Regions from separate parts of the Ovis aries genome. Here region 2 is linked to region 1. Evidence: chromatin contacts called from public Hi-C data. All regions are on one chromosome and are shown on one strand. Each heading gives the region's core, a stretch centred on a gene start, on an enhancer-like site or on the middle of the called end of the contact. The rest is flanking DNA. Distances are from core to core; before and after follow the strand shown. Region 1 has its middle 26 kb from the start of TRNAS-GGA. Region 2 has its middle 180 kb from the start of TRNAS-GGA.

The links. Hi-C and Micro-C count contacts between places; a contact is called where the count stands out from the background.
Region 2: a contact with region 1 is called in a Hi-C map of liver, with 3 times the contacts expected there. The contact joins two enhancer-like sites. A contact is called at or near these places in 3 of 16 Hi-C or Micro-C datasets (liver, mixed tissues and skin fibroblasts).

Annotation. Positions count from the first base shown.
Region 1 is chr12:23,604,814-23,608,063 of ARS-UI_Ramb_v3.0, reverse strand. No RefSeq gene overlaps it. Among named protein-coding and RNA genes, the nearest start is that of TRNAS-GGA, 26 kb to the left of the region's middle. Within about 2 kb of position 1,438, at least 1 of the 54 cell types and tissues checked has an H3K27ac peak or open chromatin away from gene starts, as enhancers often do. A contact at or near this core is called in liver, where this site is marked.
Region 2 is chr12:23,808,095-23,811,615 of ARS-UI_Ramb_v3.0, reverse strand. No RefSeq gene overlaps it. Among named protein-coding and RNA genes, the nearest start is that of TRNAS-GGA, 180 kb to the right of the region's middle. Within about 2 kb of position 1,690, at least 9 of the 54 cell types and tissues checked have an H3K27ac peak or open chromatin away from gene starts, as enhancers often do. A contact at or near this core is called in liver, where this site is marked.

The DNA.
Region 1 (3,250 bases), core at 189-2,688:
TCTTCATTTTACATATGAAAAAAGGGAAGGTCAAAAGACATTGAAATGACTTACTAAAGATCACACAGCTCTTCAGAATATATGGGCATCCTAATTAAAATTCGATAGTATTATAATGTTATTGATTCATTCGGTAAAAATGAATGGGTAACAGCTATTGGCTCCTCAGGTTCGTGAGGTCCACTTCTCTTCTGGTTCCTGGAACCAGTTTCCCTTCAGAGGGACCCAACCAGCAGAGGAAATGTTTCCCAGAACAGAAAGAATGTCATTAGCAAGGTCAATGTCATTAGCAAGCTGAGATTCAATGATCAAGGGAGGAAATGAGCAAAAGCATTCAACTGTACAGACTGGAATTGCTTTACCAACTGTACTCCTGATTTTGCTTCTAGGATACACCAGAAAGGATATCTGGTATCAGTAAGATTTCTATTTTAAAACACTATATGGCTTTTTAGAACTCAATCCATCAGTAGAAGAATGAACAACTGCAATGTGAATCAAGTCTAAGACAGAATAAGGAATTGGTTCCCTTCCACTGATGACTTCAGAAGTCTTCCCAACAACTGGCCAGCAGAAGACGGTACAGCTACCTGAGTGCTGGGGGAACATTTACATCACTAGTACTATGAGACCATCGCACATTTTCAAACCTCATTGGAGCTTGTGGTATGACACTTTGGGAGGAAATCTCGTGGGAGTCCCAGAAGTTCTAAGAGAGGACTCCAGAGATAGCTGACTGATATGACAACACACTCCAGTGTTCTTGCCTGGAGAATCCCATGGACAGAGGGATGTGGCGGGCTATAGTCCGCCATATAGAGTTGCAAAGAGTAGGACACACTGAAGCGACTTAGCACGCATGCACGCAGAAACCCATATTCAACAGGAAACTGAAGACAGGTCAGCCAAAGCTGTGCTTTCCTGGCAATGAGCAGCTGCCCCCTAGAAACTTCTAGAAAGCCACCCATTCTGGGAAAAGACCCACCTGCCCCCAACACTCCCAGAGCCTCCCCAGCAGAAACTGGGTTCAGCAGAAACTACTCTTGGCCATGTACTTTCCATGGTTGCTGAGTCCCAACCTCCTCTGCATCTCAGAAGCATCGGCGTTAACAGGTGTCATGACAAGATGCCCATCTTCAACCCTGCACACGCCAAGCTCAAACCCCTGTGAACTGAGAAGGCTCTGGAGCTGCCCACCATCTTCTGCGATGACAGTTCATAATTTATTACCCACAGCATTTCTCTTCAGGACGTGACCACTGCCTGTGTTGGAAGGGGACAGCTGAAGGCCCATTAATCTTCACCCTGGTGGGGAAGAGACTGATGGCAATTTAATTTAACTGGATGTGTGAGGTAGATATAAAAGACCACAAGGTAAAAATGACAAGATTATTAACTGCGCCCAGAGCCGTCTGTTTACCAAGCTGCCTCAGTAAATGGAAGCAGGTTGGTGAAACGTGGACCAAGGTTCAAACAAGGTTTACAGAGGGGAGTTTCTGGCAGATGTGGGTAATGGCAAGCCTCCACATTTCCAGGGAGAAAGCAAAGGACTTTTGTGGTTAGAAGAGGAACTTGGGCTTCAACCAGCTTAGCAAGCAGGCTAAAGTTTAAAAGGTCAGGGCAAATTCAGAAATATTTCTCTCCCACACCCACAAAAAGGAAACGGTTGAACTTAATCACCAAGGTCCCCCTTCAAGTCCTCCCCTGATCGACCTCCCATTCCAGCTAACTCAATTTTTCCTCCTGTCCAGGTTGTTTTGAAAGGCTGAGCTACAGCTCCTTGCTTGAGAGAAGCGCGTCTTCTCCCACCACCTCCGTCCACCTGTGGAAGGGACGACTACCTCAGGCGCTCTCTGAGGGGCTTTCTCCTCACCAGCCCACTGTCCTCCCGAAAGACAAAACATCAGGTAAAGGTGTGTGAATTCCTCTCTGTCAGCATCCACCATGGGTTCCCTCTGGAAGACATTTTCTAGGTGTCTACCTTCCCACACTGGAGTCTAAGAAACCCCAGAATCCAAAAGCACTGCCCCCAGATACAGACCACAGTAAGAGCAGAAAGCCTTTGTTCTCCCAAGTCCTGGTCAGGCTCAGGTTCTGCGCATAGACACGTAACGAGGAGCTTTTGAACCCTCCTCACTGTCCCAGCTTTAGGCCTGAACTGATCCTGGTCTAGCTTCCTTGAGGCCCTGCCCTCTGTCCCACCTCCAGGCCCAAACTGACTATGCCAAAGTATCCATCAGCAGAACCACTGAGGTGGCCCCGAACAAGGACAACATTCGTACTGAAAAACCAACAGGTAGGGGCTTCCCTGCCAGTCCACTAGGTCCAGGGGCTAAGAGTCCTCACTCCAAAAGCAGGGGGCCTGGGTTCCATCCCTGGTCAGGGAACCAGATCCCACATGTAGCAACTAAGAGTTCTCATGCCGCAACTAAAGACTCGACACAGCCAAATAAATAAATATTTTTAAAAAGCAATAGATGTTTAGTGCTATCTGGTTTACAAAGCACTCATCTAAAACATGATTCTCACATAGCCCTGGATGTGGGCAGGGCAAGCATTCCCTTCTCCATTTTATAGATGAGAAAACTGAGTCTCAGAGAGGTGTGGTTTACTAAGGTCATAGAGAAGATACTAGAATACTTCTACTAGCGCTTATTTCACTTTAGTATATATATGGATATACACTTATACACACACACTTACATGTGTATAAGTGACTATTCCTCTGGGCAGACACTATTGCCCAGATGCTCAAAAGTCATTGTTCCCTCTTTCCTTATTCACAGAACAAGAATTTTGTTTGGCACTGGCTGGAGATGCCTTCATCTCCAGAAGTAGATCCAGCTTCTGGTCTGAGGATGTAACTGAGCCCCATTTCTGACTCAGGAGATGAAAGAAGGCTGCTAGACACTTTCCGGAAACACTTTTCTTCCTGATAAGAGAGGAACATCATGAGAGGGAGCTTTCCTGCCCCAACATTGCCCATTTTCTCTGCTTTTGAACATAGACAGGTGAGGGCAAAATGATTAGAGCAGCTGCAACTTTTTTGCGACCATGAGGAAGAAGGCCAAGCACCGCAAAGAGATGACAGCCCAGAGCCCTGATGTCTTTAAGCTACTAAAACAGCCTCAGTGAGTGCATATCACCACACTTCTAATATAAGACATTTTTTAGCTATTTTGCTGACTGGAGCTAAAAGCATTCCCAGCTAATATGCTCCCTGACCAGATGATGAGAAACTCAGAAACTC
Region 2 (3,521 bases), core at 441-2,940, 200 kb before region 1:
AAAAGCTGCCAATAGGAACCAGTGTCAGTCACAGGGCACCTTCAGGAACTCCACCAATTGATCTGTTTCTTTCCTGTCTGTGAACTCTGAACCGTGGTGGCTTATGACAAAGTTGGTCTGGGGGGCAGGGAGGGGTTGTGACAGGAAGATTCAGAGATACTTCACCTCTTTTTTATTTTCACATATTCAGAACTGCAACTGGCATCTTTCCTGATGAGTCTGTGTGGCCTCCTATTCTTTTCATTTTTTAATAACAAGCATTTAAATCTGCTCAAATTTTTCAACTATTACAATAAAATTGCCAGGTGGGGAAAAAAAATATCATTCTGGATTTCCTAGAGCTGCCGAGAAAGGATTCTGTTGGCCCTGAAGCCCCTCCCGGCTCTGTGCCCCCATTTACCAAATACTACGCACTGTAAATATTAAGTGAAGTTAAAGTGTTAGAATAACGTTGACTCAAAGTTAAACCCACAAACCCTCAAAAATGCTGAGTCATCTCTGCTGGTCTTGAGTGTCTGCTCCGTTAGCATTCGTGGTAAGGGGGGGATTCTTGGGCAGAGCTCCACTATTTCCCCACACTCCAAAAACACAGCCGAGCAGAGAACATGGACGGAGAGCCATCTCTGGAACATTGTGGTCCACCAGGAGCACAGTGCTCTGGGTCCCTCCCATCCACCTCCAGAGAGATCCTCACAGCCCTCCTCTGGGGCAGACATCACAGGTGATGATCACCTGCAGATGACCAAGCAGAAGCTGCACGAGGTTCCCTTACTCACTTGTGGTGACGGAACCACCAGGACAGGATGGAGCCAGAACTAGCAATAAAACTCCAGTTCTGTCAGTGCAACTACTAGTGACTGGAATAAAGCTGATTCACTTCCAGTCTTCTTTTATACTGGATTCCACCGAGGCTCCTCCACCTGTCAAACCCCAGGGGAGTTGGAGGCAGCACCAAGAACTCAGCCATCAAAGACAGGAATCTCCCAGTGATCCCAGATTCCTCTCTCCATCCCTTCGTGACCTAATAATTCCAGCACCCTCAGACCTTCACATGAAAATTCTTTCCTGTACCTGTCACTCCTTTCCAATCTCACTGCCATCACCCTAGTCAAGTGCTTAAAACCTCCAACTCAAACAGTCTCTTAACTGTTAACACCCAGCACCCTCACCCACCCTTCCTCACACTTATCAGAGGGATGATTCTAAAGCCCCACCACTCCAGTGCCCGTGTTCAAACACCTCACAAGCTCTTCTCATCATTCAAAACTAAGCTGTGATGGAAACACAGCCCTAGCCTCTGGTCCCAGATGTATCTCCCACCACCCACCCAACCTCAACTCAAAGCTGATGACCCAGCAGTTCAAATTCAGTAAGCAGCTTCAGCAAATACCATGAGTGTTTCATGTGTGGGGATTTTTCCTCCAACTACCCTTTCTACCTAACAGAATCTTTCCAACCTTTCCACTCCTCCACCACACACGTGCCTCTTTGTTGGAATTAGTCCTCTGGCTCTTCTAATATTCACCTGTCCACAACCACAGCAACACCTTCTCCTCAATTCTTCTCAAAGTCAACTTGGGTTCTCCCCCTCTGTGCTTCCCTCGTGCCCTGGGAACAGCTTTCGTGAAGCACTTGGCACAGCATGTTGAATAAGCCATTCACAGCTCATCTCTGACCAGACTAAGACCCTACAGGGCAGACCATTCCTTACTCACCTTTGTCCTCCAACAGCAAGTCCAGTGCCCTGCTGATAGCAAACACATGATAAATATTTGCTGAATGGAGCCCAGATTCTGCTTCTGTTTTAGCGTCTTACTTAAAACTCTTTAGTGATTCAGGTTGTAGTGACTTTTTTTTTTTCCTGAGGGAATTTTAGTTGGCCTACTTATATAACAGTTTCATTTCCCTTCCATATCCCATAGCTCACAACTCCTTCCTCCTAACTTCCCAAATGACCTACCCCAGGCAAACTAGAACATTCTCCCAGCTCCTTTTTGTTGACCATAACCTATTTCCACTAGTCCAATGCTGGTCTCCCTCCAAGCTTTCCCTGCTAATCTTGCCTAAGTCACTCCATCCCCACACAGCAACCATCCTGGTCATCCTTGAGTTTAGCTGTTAGCTCTGTGCTTGTTTTTGGACTCCTGCCACTTGAGGGGTCGAGCACTTCCTCGGCTTGTCCAGTTCTCTGAGGGCGGTGTGCTCTGTTAGCGTAGGAATCTCCATTCAGCTGAGTCTCCTCTGGAAGCACACCCTGGAGGCACAGGTTCACCCCACAATGACCAAGGCTGACTAGTCCAGAAAACACTGCTGTTTTAAGTCACTGAAAACTCCTGGGTCTAGCGTGTTCCATGTGAATGGTTTAGTGAAGAGATCTTACAGACCACCAACATAGAAAAGGCCATCTGCTCAGCTATCACATGGCCCTGCCAGAGGAGGATTACTCAGAGTCTACTGTCCATTACTCTGTCTCAGCAAGCTACTCTCATAACATTCTTTGAGGTCAGATGCACCCACTGAAATGAATAATGGCATAGTTTATGATAAAGGGTGAACTGAAAAAAAAGTGGTGTCATTATTGCTGTAAGTACCCACAGAAGATGTTTATGATCACACACAGACACAGCCACAAGCACACAACTCACTGCTAATAAACTCATTTATTTCCACATAAAGTTGCATAATGTTGTGCAATCCAGCAGAGGGCTGAGAAATGTCAGCAATTCAGACCGAGATGATTTGTCAACAAAACCAATCCATTTCACCAGCTTCAGCAAACCATTGCTGCAAGACTTGACCTTTTTTTTTTTTTTTTTATAACAGAAAATGGTTACACACAGCCTTAAATAGAAAGGACAGATGCTCACAACTCCACATAACAAGTTGAGGTAATATTCAAGGGAGGCTTGGAGGTTGTAAGGTGGGGAAGGAGGATTCCATTTTGTTGTCTGAAGTATCCAGACCATCATTTTTTCTGATAATGAAGGGGAAAAAATAAAAGAAAAACTAAAGATTTTATTTTTTAATTGATTTTATCTCTTATTACATTACTGTTTTTCTTAAATCTAAAATTTCTTTAATGTCTTACATTAAAGAAAATGTAGGACATTGAAATGCAATGTAGATCACAAAAATGCAATTTTTGTGATCTTACCACCCTCCAGACGGTATATTAGATATTCAGCACAAAAAAGTAAATAAAGCTGAGCTCACAGAAGATTGAGAGAAGGAAATACAGACACACATCATGATAATACAAGATGACTGGTTATGACAGAGATATGTCACTGGAAATTATAAGCTTCGAGAAGAGGCATTTTTGGTTTGCCTCTGGCAGATATTTCCTTCAAGCCACAGCCTGTCTGCCTAATTTATTTTTCTTATGATAGTCCTTACAGATTTTGAAAGTAAATATCTGAAACTATTTGAGGGGGATATATATATATATACACATAAAGCAAAGTATTATTGCCATGACTCAAAGAGAAACAAGGTCATTCAGAGGAAAGACACTATGAAAT